Regions from separate parts of the Bombyx mori genome. Here region 2 is linked to region 1. Evidence: chromatin contacts called from public Hi-C data. All regions are on one chromosome and are shown on one strand. The core of a region is the stretch at or near the end of the contact, and the rest is flanking DNA. Distances in the headings are between cores, read along the strand shown. Region 1 overlaps LOC101736332 (non-structural maintenance of chromosomes element 1 homolog). Region 2 overlaps LOC101736543 (protein held out wings).

Region 1 (6,102 bases), core at 2,806-5,305:
CACGCCATTCATTATCGCACCGACCTCGATAAGGCCTGTATCTCTGGAAAATTAAAGTGGATCAAACGAGGCGTCTATTCTATCGTTGTTCTCACGACACTGGTGTCGCTTAGTAGGTATATACAGATATCCGTTTATCTCAGGCGACGTGATTGTATTAATAATGAGAAAATGTACAAGGCAAGTACCTAAGAATAACAGCTTCCGAAGGGCGTAAAACAAATGTTTTTTTGTTTACCTGAGACACTTAAAGTTATACCTTATTGAATAGGATAATTCTGAATGTAGTTTTGCTTGATTATCTAATTTGTTAAGTACAGGAAATCAATACAAAGTGTAGTATATTAGACGAACTAAGAAATATAATGCGTTATATTAGAGTAAATTATGAGTGCAAATTAAATTTAAAACCGGGTACATCGAAATACCTTGTGAATCTCATATTCTAGGTGGGTACTCAATCTACGCCTTTAATCCGTACTATGTGTATAAAGATAATTGAATCGGATTGCTATTAAAATAAATAATTTACAATTCGCGTTTCCCCTTTTAAACTTGTATTTTAAAATACTAATCGTCCTAATTGTATTTAATTCACTAATTTTCAATATGTGAAACTAATAGATTAAATTCGAACTCACGAGTTGAGGAAATCTATTATTCAAACGTGAATACGTTTTAAGCGCTCACTTGCAACGATACTTAATTTAGCATACGTGAATATTCAGCAGAGCACAACTAAGTAGGTATAGTGAGGCTGTTTGTTACACTGCCTACCTCTAAGGTTGGCCTTAAAGCGTGGGTGGTTCAACCCACGGTCCACGAAGGTGACTCCGGACACGCTCTTTTAATTTGTTGCCTTCGATCAGTTTGTTGTGCAATATTGAAAACGTTGATATACACGCAAGGATACAGTCTTCTCCCATTAAAACTGTATAATCTCAAAATTGACTAAATTTTACAGAAGAGTGCTTTAAAGGTTGAACATATGATATTTTTAATATTATTAATCAAATTTGCAACATTTATTTTGTAGTTTTTACCAGTTAATTATCTGTCTTTTAAAGTAAGATAAAATTATGTATTAATTTTGTTAATAGCAGTCAAAACATAGGTACTTAAACTAGAAAAAAAAAACTAAAACTCAACTACGCTCTTTTGACAATATTTATGAGAAGAATACTGGTGATACCAAATGATTCCCCATATTAACTCAATTTCGAATATTTTTGGAAATTGTACACTTTTAATGCGAAACGACGATATAGTTTCCGACTAGTGATCTCATGATCTGGACTGAAGCTATAACGAAATAAGTAAATGCAATTCCTTTTGCTGGTCCTTCGTGCTATCTGGCGGATGCTTTTATCTCACCCAAACAGGCTAGGTGTGCCGTGTGAACTGACCACAAACATTTTAAGCAAGTCGCAGGATGTTTGAAAAAACTTGCCTAATATATTATTTACTTGCTTGTTTAATAAATGTCTGAATGAAAAAAAGCAATTAAAATAGAATGGGAGCAGTAACTAAAGAACATAAACCGGCGATTTTTTTATTATTAATTTACTGTCTTTGTTTTTTTTTTTTTTGCTCAATTTTTTTGTATATTAGCGTAAACGAATTTTCATGCAGCTTTCACAGGTAAACAAATATTGAAATATATTGCTTTCAATTAAAGAAAACGTTGCCAAAAAATGTAACTTAAAAAAAAACCTTTTCTAAACTAGGTGAATAACTAAACTAAATGAACCCTTTCGATGTTAAAAGTTACATCGAAAGCTAAAGTTTTTAACCCCAAACCTCTGAACTGATTTCGACAAAATTCTCTATCGAAATAGTCTGAACTTTGAAGGGTACCTATTATCCCAAAGCTAAACACGGGTCTCCCCCACGCCATTAGACGAGCAAAGCTGTGGGCAGAGATCTTTGAAATTATAAATTATGCCGAAAAGCTACTTTTAACTGACTACATCAGCGGTCACAATAAGTGACGTTAGTAGGAAACGTAAATGCACGTACGATGGAAAATTGTTGACCCACATGCTACTAATGTAGCACAATGAGCAAATAAATCTTCTAGTTTAGACGGAATACATTTTCGATACATTGAAATTTTTATGTGAACCAGCTGCGCTACTATCACAATAAAACATTACCAGTAAAAAAAAAAGGCGGACATTAGTAGTTACCCTACAATACTTAGTGTTACATAATTTGTTTGGTTTTAATTGTCTCTACAAAATACTGTTATGTTCTAGAAACTAGTTGGTCACGATCGTGAAAATTGCTCAGGCTTCTTTTTATCTTATACCTTTAAACGAGCAATTCTTGTATATTAATGTATACTTATATATAATCTGAATCTAGGAAACGACTCCAACGATTTTCATAAAATTTAGTAAACAGGGTATTTCGGGGGCGATAAATCGATCTAGCTACGTTATTTTCAGAAAATGTTGTTTTATTCGTGTTTTCAATAATCAACTCTTCCAGACATCTATTGGCGAATAATAATAATATTTGTCTTGATTGAGGGCAACTAACCGCTTTAAAGACACACCAAGATGGCGTTATCAAAAAAAAAACGAACTAAGCTCGGTCATCATCTAGTTATTATTATTCGTTGAAAACGAACGAACATTTTTCGGATGTAATAAATATCGATTATAATTAAATTCAATTTGAAAGCAATAGATAGATTAGTTTTCGAATTTAAAAAAAAATCGCATGTACGAACTATGTTTTATTATTAACTTCACTATAGCTAGGTGCGATAACGTTGGCTGGCCTTCACGCACTAATCGCGATGCAGTCGGGTGTACGTTGTCTGACCTGTTATTTAATATTTACACTGGCGATAGGCGATAGCTACCAATAATGACTAGTTATTAACTATTAACTTTTATAGCTTTACGTTTATAAATTATTGTAGTTAAGCTAACTGATAATCTGGATATAATTTTTATGAAATGCTACTTTTTAGATGATCGGTTTTACGATTTGAAAATATTGAAAAACATGTAATATTTTTTGACTATAAAACAAATTGACTATAAGAAATACGCTCTGAGAAGTGAAAACAGAAATACGCCGTTTAAATGTGGACAACTTAACGATTTATACCAAACTGGGCCAGTCTAGCTTTTCAACTTTCTCCAGAAGCTAGTAGGTGGCGACACCGAACCACATTTGCGCACTTACCTTGTGATAGCGTGGTACATCACCATTTCAGTTTTTCTTTGCCAGCAGAGAGAATAGAGGCGCGAGTATATTTCGGCAGCGTCTATGTAAATTTGTTCAACAAACTTAGGAATAGTTATGACATCAACCTCGAATATGGCCATGTTTTTTTTCACGTGTGCTCCCGAGATTCGCTTTCTATAATCGATAGGTAAGGCGTTACTAACAAACAAGACAAACATGTCGAAAGTGCCGCTGTTGCGCCATGTGTGTGGGATGCACGGGCGCCAGTCGGCCGTCGGATCTAGTGTGTGCAGACGGCTTAAAGGGTCCCATTCATTTCGCATTAAGCAATTTGGTGAACGCACAAAGTTTACCGGTTCATTCATGCTCTTGTGTAATGGCTCTTTGTATCAACATAGCGAGAGTCCGTTTTAATTTTATTGCATTAGTTTTCCATGTTTCCGCTAAATGTAAACACGATTCGAACACTTAATATTTTTTAAATATTTTTAATATTAAAATAAACAAGAGATTTTGAAGGGATTTTTATACAAAAATAAACTTGAACGTCATTAGGAAACTATTGAGTTGAATCAGTGTAGGAAACATTCAAATTAGATCTCTGAATTAATATAAAACTTGATTGGTCTGCGAGGAAGTGTTGATATTTATGTGAAATGATTTAATGTCCTGGTCTAGATATTCGTATAAGATCTTAATAAAAAGGTCACGCCAACGTGAGTCATTGGCGCAAACTCGTCTGCACATGTCTTTAGCATCGTATGTTCATAGATTAATATTATCATCTCACTCGTTCCTGTCTACCTCACGATAGTTTTGTCACTCTCTAATTCTTTTAACACAACTACACGGTTCGCCTACGCAACATCATCTGTTAATTTAATTACTCGCAGTGTACATCGTCCATTTGATGAGCTCTCAATTTTTGTGAAAACAGTTTTTTTCTTCTTTTTTTTTTCAAACAGATACCGGTCATTAAGCGCTACAGGAATTGTTATATATAATGTTTTACTGCTGTCACTATGAAGTCCACATTGAGAAGGATGTTGAATCATTTGATACTGAATAGAAATTCTTTTGTACAGTAATGAAATATTAAAAAAAGAACTGCAAACGATGCGTTTTTTTAAGATATGCAACGGCGTGGCTCTGGCTTTATTGTTGATGTTCCATGCGAGACAGTTGTTGTCACTTTCCATGAGATGGGTTGGTTGCTCGATTCGCTGTTGAGGTCATACATGGACTAATTTAATTTAATCACCGTTTGTTCTTGGAACAAAGACAAGCTAATAACAAAATTTATATGCAGACTCGTTTTTGAAAATGCCAATAAATTAAATCAGTTTCTATTCAACTTGGACAGAATTCTTAATGAATTAATAGCTTTCGAAACTATTTCTAATAGATTTGGCTAGAATAATGCCAACTTCATAAATTTCCTTTTTTTTGTCCTCAAAATTGTGAGAACGCAAAAATATAATCTCAATAATTATCATGTTTATTGATGAGATAAGTGGATCTAAGGTCTATAAGCTGATCCTCATTTATTTTCATATTTTTTACTTCTACGTAACTTGATTATTGCATTATTACAAACATTGTTTTTTATTACCCAAGTTGAGTGCATATTTGCAAACTTAGACAATCATATTGTTGTATTAAGTATAATAAAATACAAAAAAAAAATGTTTTACAACATGGCTGTCATATCAATAAAATATTAACAGCGTACGTGAACTAAATTCACATTTAATTTGGATTCAGGCCAATGAATAATATAATTAGGACGTTTAGCTAAGAAAATTTCCTAACAACATGTAAACTCTGCTGGCACTATAGCGGGCATGATCATAGCTGACACTATTATTACTCATTTTAAATTAAATATACAAATGCAAAAGTAATATAAGTATTCCCTTTGAAACAAACTTTTGATGATTGTTCACAAAATTAATGTCCGCGAATCATTGACTGCTTTACATGTCAATGTCGTTATGACATTATTATCTCATACGGCTTTCAAAGCAATTAATCACAGAGCGATTGTGACTTAAATTCTGATTTCAGTGATAGAAAAAAATCTACACCCACGCCACTTAAAAATACAAAAAATCGTCATACTTAAATTTACCGGTTTTTTGTCCGCCTGAAGTGTTTTGTGAACGAAAACAAATTATTGCCCAGGAAAGCGACCCACATGATTAACAATCGAAATGCTTACAAAAGCAGACTTTAAATTATTGGATTCATAACGTGTATTTTAATATTTTCCAATAACAAGCCTATAACTGTTGTTCGTTCTTAACCCGCATACGTTGTTATTGATCTCGCCTGCATTTCCCATTTAAAAAAAAAATGTTTATTACCTACTGCTACAAAGTCTTCAGACACTTGCCAACAAATATGAGTGTTCGAATCAAATTCCGCAATGCCAAATTTCATTCGATTGCATGTCTGGAAATAGGTTTGTTACGATTATAAATACGCGTTCAGCAAAAATGTTACATCGACCGTTCACCGGAACACTGTAACGACTCAAACAGACTTCTCTACTATACGTCTAAAAAATACTGAAGCTACAATAAATTTACAAACCATAAGGAACCTTCTCGCTAAGCTTTAAGATTGAATTTTACTCGTTAATTTTCATCAAATAAGACTTATTACAAATTAATTGGATATTTTTAATGACACGGCGGAGGGTATTTATAAAACATCTGGATGCGAGAGGCCCACGGATATGGTACTTAGATGTACATTTTAACCTGATTTGAGCTATAAGGTAAATGAATCTAGGACACATTTTATGGAATTGGTTTTTGTTCATTAATTTGTTTCGTTTTTCAGGTAAGCTATACATGACACCGTGTTGGTGATAATGAAGGTTTAACATCAACC
Region 2 (6,975 bases), core at 2,740-5,239, 43 kb after region 1:
GCTAAAGTAAATCGCAAGTAAATTATATTCCTCTAAAACAGTGAACGGAAAACATAATATACATCTGGCCGGGTAGTAGCTAAGATTTTATTATATGTTGATGTATGTACGCAATGTAGAGGTCTGCCGTGATCAATATAAGTTTTTAAGACTATAATAAACAACATATTATTAAATCAATGGCAGATCTAGTCAATTACTTTCAAAATTTTGCATTTTCAATGCAATTTAGCATTTTCAAAGTGGTCTGCCACAAAGTAAAATGCGCGATAATGGTCTGCCATTCTTATTTTCCGATAATAATAATCATATATTTTCAAAATTTCAAAACGGCAGACGTGGTCAAATGGATTTAAAATCCGTCAAAATCGGTACCTGTCCTACCTGAGCGCTCGGCGCGTCGACCACTTTGAGCTTAGTGAGTCCCCACCTCATGCATGGTAGGTATAGGGGTCTCAATGTACGAAAATTCAGGTCTGGTCAAATACATACAGGTAAATCCCACGGGCTCTCGGGCTAGTAATGTTGTGTTGTTTTCATGCATTTGTAAATTTTACGCAATAATTTTGAAAAATAAGTTTTGTCCGTTTACTGTTTTTCGCTTAGTTTCTATTTAGTACTATTTAAATAACATGGATCAAGGTATCGTGGCTTAAGCACAGTATTTTCGATAAGCGGTAAGTTTAAAAACATATTATTTGCTAATCAGAAATAGAGTCTTCTGCTGGACATCCAGTTTTTTCATTATTCTGCTGTCCTTTGATTCGACTAATACATTAAAAAACAAAAACAAAAAACTATACTCACGTAGTTTATATTCTAACAATAAAATAGTCAAGGTCCTATGTTTATTATTTTAAATTAATGAATACTAATTAAATGCGCGTCTATAGATTGATGATCAACAATATCCCTTAGAGACAGGGAGCGTGACTTGAATATTGAGTTTGTCACTATTCATGTGTATAAGCGCGTGGAATGTTACAATACAAACGTAAATCTTAAGATAAATTGAAACGCGGGATAGACATTGCTTGTACATCAAAAAGCAACTCAAAAAACCAGCCACGTACCTTATTAGGACCAAACGCACAATTATGATCAGTCACAGGTTGTGCTTAGAACCTCGTTGAAATACTACACGTGCCTATTGAAAATGCGTATGAAAAAGTTTCCTACAAAACGTATTGCGATTTGAAATCTTTTTTTCCACAGTAAATTATTGTTTTCGCAATTGGCAATATCGCCGTTGTTGTTCCGTACGTTCGCGTAAATGCGTGTTGTAAAGTAAACCGGTGGCAGTCCAAAAATATATTGAACAGTATGCGATTCGTATGTCGGAGCATATTGTCGAAACAATAGTTTCGCGGTGCTTGGCGTGTGACTAATATCTTAAAATGTTTTACTCTTAGATTTTAACATTCGTTTTTATAGCTTAAACAAATGGTAACGTGTAAATGCTTTGATATTCCATTGTTTTAGACGCTACGTACAAGTATTTGGGATAAAACATAATGTACCTACGCGTGTATTCATTATTTTAGAACAGTTTCTTTTGGTACGTGATCCGTGAAGAACATTTTTTCGTAGTCTCTTAAGAGTTGAGACTATCTTAAGGCCAACTAAACAGATTAAATATAATTGAAGTTTTTTTGTGTTATAAGCTACGCCATTAAAGTTTTTGATTTTAAAATTTAAGTAACGCATAGATAGATCTCTTTCTATGGATTGAGATTTTCTAATGACCTACGAGAAAAAATTGTATAGTTAATACGGCGCATACTCGATTCCGCATAGCTATTGCAACATAAGATATTCTGAACACACTGTCACTGCGTATGCGTATGGGAATCCTACCCGTCCATTGTGCTAAGTCATAGTTGACACAAGTTCCTGAGCACCTGAGCCAGTTCTACAGGCTGCTTAAGTATTACAGTAAAGCTTGTTGGCTGTATTAACAAGGACAACGAATTGATGTAACGTCAATTATTTCTGTTTTTGATTGTGAAACACTGCCTCAGTTCATTTCAAGTGAAATATGGTTTCGTTTTCTTTATCTTTTCCTCAGACGATTTCGAGTAAGTACCTCAAATATTACGGTTTTGTTGTGATCGCTATTCCCAAAATCGTTTAATTTCATGTTTATATTTATAAACTTTGTTATTACTTATTAAAATTTATTAAAGGCTTCGTGTCGTCGTGCCCTAGAGGATAAGACGTCCGGTGCATTCGTATGTAGCAATGCACCGGTGTTCGAATCCCGCAGGCGGGTACCAATTTTTCTAACGAAATACGTACTTATCAATTGTTCACGATTGACTTCCGCGGTGAAGGAATAACGTCGTGTAATAAAAATCAAACCCGCAAAATTATAATTTGCGTAATTACTGGTGGTAGGACCTCTTGTGAGTCCGCACCGGTAGGTACCACCAATCTACCGGTAGGTACCACCAATCTGCAATTTGAACGGTGGGGCAACCGTTGTGACTATACTGAAACCTTCAAACTCATATCTCAACCACTTAAAAAAAATGAACCGTGAAAAAAGGCTTAAAAAATATTCTACTTTAATAATATAAATGGTGTACACTGTAATTATATAATTCAACAAACAACTATGATCAAACGGCTAAGTTGTTTACTCCAGAGTCGTACCTCCAATTACGGGGAAACGTTATTAAATCCTGCCTTACTAGTGAGAACCGTTAGCTCGGCTTTTTACAGTCCACCAGGTACCATTTGACGCATGCTCTGACTGAAGGCTCGGGTTCATTATCTATCGACTCAGAGACGCCGACTGACGGAACTAGTGATGACCATGTTTAGTTATCTTAAGCGAGCCCCTCCTCATCTACTTTACTCAAATATTAATTACACTGTAATTCATCATATGGTAAAACATTTTCGGTTCACCTTCAAACAAAAGTATGGAATTTTTCATTGCATTTGTACTAACGAACCATTAGTTGGAAACAAAAATTATTGTTATCTATAGTGCGAACCCGATCTACATTTTGTTTGTCCGAACATTTTAACTTGCTTTACTGAAAACATGTCTGGAGCGAGCCGTATGTGCTTTATCTATCATTCACGAGTGCAAACATCAGTAAAAGCCAGCGAATGTGTTTCATGAAGATAAAACAATCAATGTTAGTGTACCGTAACTAAATTTGTTTAGTTTACCGTTTGACTAGCGTTTTAGGACGATTGAAATTCTTCAAGAAGTAACTTTGTGTTTTTCGTTTATTTTGTATTTGTGTTAACGGCTGAGGCTAATGCCTTGTAAATATAACAACGAACAAAAATGCTCGTTAAATATCGGATGAGGTAGTCACAGAGAAATCCAAAATTACGATACATTTATCTTTGGCGGAAGCATCAAAGACTACGACAGTAGACATAAAATAAAAATAACGTAAGGTTTTTTTCTTGAATTACAAGTACATGATGCCCGTGTGATATATTGTCATATTTGATAAACAAAAAATGAATAAATAATGCTCGTGCTGTTGCCGTTTTAAATTGATACTAATATTCCTCATTAAGACCGATTAAAACTGTTTGATGTTTCAAGTAATGTCATTAGATTACATTTTTTTCGATTTTGATTGCATTAACTACATACGTTACTTCAAAAGCAAGCGTAGGCGCGTCGCTAATTTCCGTCCCATTTATCTCGCATGCCGTGTAAATCTGGACAAATGAAGAATGGATTCAATGAACTCTCCCAGCATCGATTTTCTATTTTGATCCATTATTTTTATTCGAGAATGTGTTCGAATTCATATTGATCATTTTGAATGGCGCTTGTCGTCCATGGAATGATTAACATGCCGCGAGCATATTAAATGCATGCTTGTATAATGATAATAAATAGCTTGCACCGGTCCACCGACGGCAATGAGGTTGATTGGATTGGATGTGCTTCAACGCGGGGTCAGAGTTCACGAGCCATAACGGCTACCTCACAACGAGCGCTGCTTGTGCTGCATCAAAATATCTTATCTTGCTCTTAAAACACAAGTCTATTAATAACGGGCGATAGCGTCGGGCAACTACTGAGGCCTTATTCATGCTTTATTTCCCAATCAACTTAAATACACTTGAAAAGAATGCCTGCGCTTTGTTCTAAAAAAATTAAGGCGTATATTCTTAACATTAGGTTTTCTGGTAAGATTTAAATGATTGCAGACTAAAGATAGCCATTGTCTATTCGTCGTTTTTTCCCCCCTACCTATGCTGATAGCCTTGAGAGGCTATATCAGCTTCGCTCTAACGTGTAGGTGAGCTTACGGGGCTCAAACCGGAGTGTTGCTAACACTGGCTCTAGCAAGAACAGTGCTTCGCAGAATTTACCACCGGATCGGAAACCGACCCACTGAGAAGACCCGGCGAGAAACTCAATGGGTTGTGTCTCTGGGCTTAAAAATTTAAGTCGTATATTCTTAACATAAGTCTGAAAGTAGCACCTGTGACAGAGAATCTGAGAAGTGCGCGTTTGGGATGGTATGGACATGTGATGAGACGAGATGAAAATGAAGTTGGTAAGAAAATGTTAACTATGAATGTGGAAGGATACAGAGGAAGAGATAGACCTAAGAAGAAATGGATGGATTGCGTGAAAGACGATATGGGTAAGATGGGGAGTGAGCGAAGAAATGGTATATGATAGAAGAATATGGAAGGAGAAAACATGTTGCGACCCCAGGGAGAAAGGCCAGAATAATGATGATGATTCTTAACATTAGATTTTCCGGTAAGATTTAAATGATTGTAGACTAAAGATAGCCGTTGTCTATTCGTCGGATAGTTAGTTGCATTTGTACCGCAATGCATCGAGAGCTGTAATGAGCCCGATCGGATTGGTTGTGCTCCGTCGGCCGGGTCACGGGTCGAGAGATTTAAACTCTATCTCGTCTAATGCATTCATTAACCATATTGTGTTGCATTTGGGTCTTTTTTTTCTAATATCTAATTTTTATAATTTTTATATCGCCGTAACTAGAACACATTTTACTACAAAGTTAAATAATAATAAAAATTGTCACGTGTTCTTAATTTTAAACAGTACCTATCTGATTCTGTTATGAAAATCATTGAACTATTGTAATAAAACCAATAATTTATTTCATATAATTAAGTGATGATTTATTATACCCGGGATCATTAAATAACATTTAGAAGTCAAGCAATTTTAGAAGTAATAATGTTACGAAAATTTATATTGTATCGTTCGTTCTCTTTGGCACATCTGGGTAACGCTAATTATTCATAAATAAATTTTAGCGTATGCTACGAAATCACAGCCAACTTCTAAGAAAACTATATATTACTATTTGTAAATTCTAAATACGCCATCATATTGGGTTAGAAGTTCAAAATAATTGAATGCGCATTTACATTGGTTCGTGACTATTTTCATTGGTGAACCTTGGTAAATCATTAAAGTGTAAAATTTATTGTGAATTTCGTTATTTGTTGTAACAATGAATTATGAAAATGTGTAACGCTTTAAAATTTTGTATTCTAAATTCAATTTGTTGTTTTGGTTCGATAGTAGATTTATTATTCCAAATATTTTATTTGATTGATGATTTAAGAACTTTATGAACGAATTTATTTTTGTTTCCGAACACTATACTCCAGAACATAATATATTGGCGTATAGTTTTAATGTATTAAAATAGAAATCAAATATGAAACGGCGATTATTTTCGGAAAAATATGAATAACAGTTGATTTTTTTGACTACTGATTTTTTTTATTGCTTAGATGGGTAGACGAGCTCACAGCCTACTTGGGCGTAAGTGGTTACAGGAGCCCATAGACATCTACAACGTAAATGCGCCACCCACCTTAAGATATAAGTTCTAAGGTCTCAAGTATAGTTACAACGGCTGCGTCCCTTCAAATCGAAACGCATTACTGCTTTACGGCAGAAATAGGCAGGATGGTGGTACCTACCCGCCCGGGCTCACAAGAGGTCCTACCACCAGTAATAACTACAATAGAACAATTATTTATGAAAAAAATAAATCTAATAAATTAAACGGATAACTGATAAATCAAAGTGCATGGACCTAACGCTTCTCAGAACAAATAACTCCAAAGCCCTAAGGCCCCATACACAGATAGTTACAGGGAATCGTGACCAATCATCTACGACAATAATAATTGCACTAGAATTAAACGATAAACCGACTGCAATATGGGAACTGTTTTAGTCCACCTGCAGTCGTCTCATATTGCGTTTAACAACCGACAATTGCTGACAAAGGATTTCTGATCGCTATTGTTTTACTATGTGGAATTGTTACTTAGTAGAAACAACGTTGGATTTAAATTGTATGGATATGATCGTAATCCGTACCTTTCCTCTGTTTCATATCTTAAACCTTATCAGGACAAGAAAACCATTCTTATTTTGATATCAGTATAGTATGAAACAAAGTCGCTTTCTCTGTCCCTATATCTGTCTGTCCCTATGTATGCTTAAATCTTTAAAACTACGCAACGGATTTTGATGCGGTTTTAATAGATAGAGTGATTGAAGAGGAAGGTTTATATGTATAATAACATCCATTAAATAGTGGAGAAATCAATAATAAATTACAGTTTCCGAAGCGAAGCGAGGGCGGGTCGCTAGTATCAGTATAAAATGTATATTTGTTTTGTTGTAGGAATAACTCAGGATACCCTCTTTTTTCATGTAATGTTTGCTAATTTCCACTAATCAAAACCAAGAACTAAAACCTACAGTAACAAAAAAAACAAGCTTGTTTAACAAAGTTTTAAATAAATTTAGATGTATTTTAATGACTTGCAGACAGATTGTATCATTCCTATTTGGGAGTATAAAAATGCTCTGACTAATTTTTGTTAGTAAGTACACAATAATTTAGTTTCATGATTGTGCAGAAATAATATGAAGTTGAATGCGAATTTAAATATTATGTCATTAATTGCTATTTTGTT

The links. Hi-C and Micro-C count contacts between places; a contact is called where the count stands out from the background.
Region 2: a contact with region 1 is called in a Hi-C map of middle silk gland, with 2.0 times the contacts expected there. The contact joins two enhancer-like sites. A contact is called at or near these places in 3 of 7 Hi-C or Micro-C datasets (middle silk gland, posterior silk gland and an unstated tissue).

What each region holds. Positions count from the first base shown.
Region 1 is chr6:9,249,851-9,255,952 of ASM3026992v2, forward strand. It overlaps LOC101736332 (non-structural maintenance of chromosomes element 1 homolog), which reads left to right. Exons shown (of 8, transcript XR_009973393.1): 7 at 6,052-6,102. The region is part of intron 1 of LOC101736543 (protein held out wings); the gene reads left to right. Among protein-coding and RNA genes, the nearest start is that of LOC101736543, 8.1 kb to the left of the region's middle. Within about 2 kb of position 4,056, at least 6 of the 8 cell types and tissues checked have open chromatin away from gene starts, as enhancers often do.
Region 2 is chr6:9,292,607-9,299,581 of ASM3026992v2, forward strand. The region is part of intron 2 of LOC101736543 (protein held out wings); the gene reads left to right. Among protein-coding and RNA genes, the nearest start is that of LOC134199082, 4.4 kb to the left of the region's middle. Within about 2 kb of position 3,990, at least 4 of the 8 cell types and tissues checked have open chromatin away from gene starts, as enhancers often do.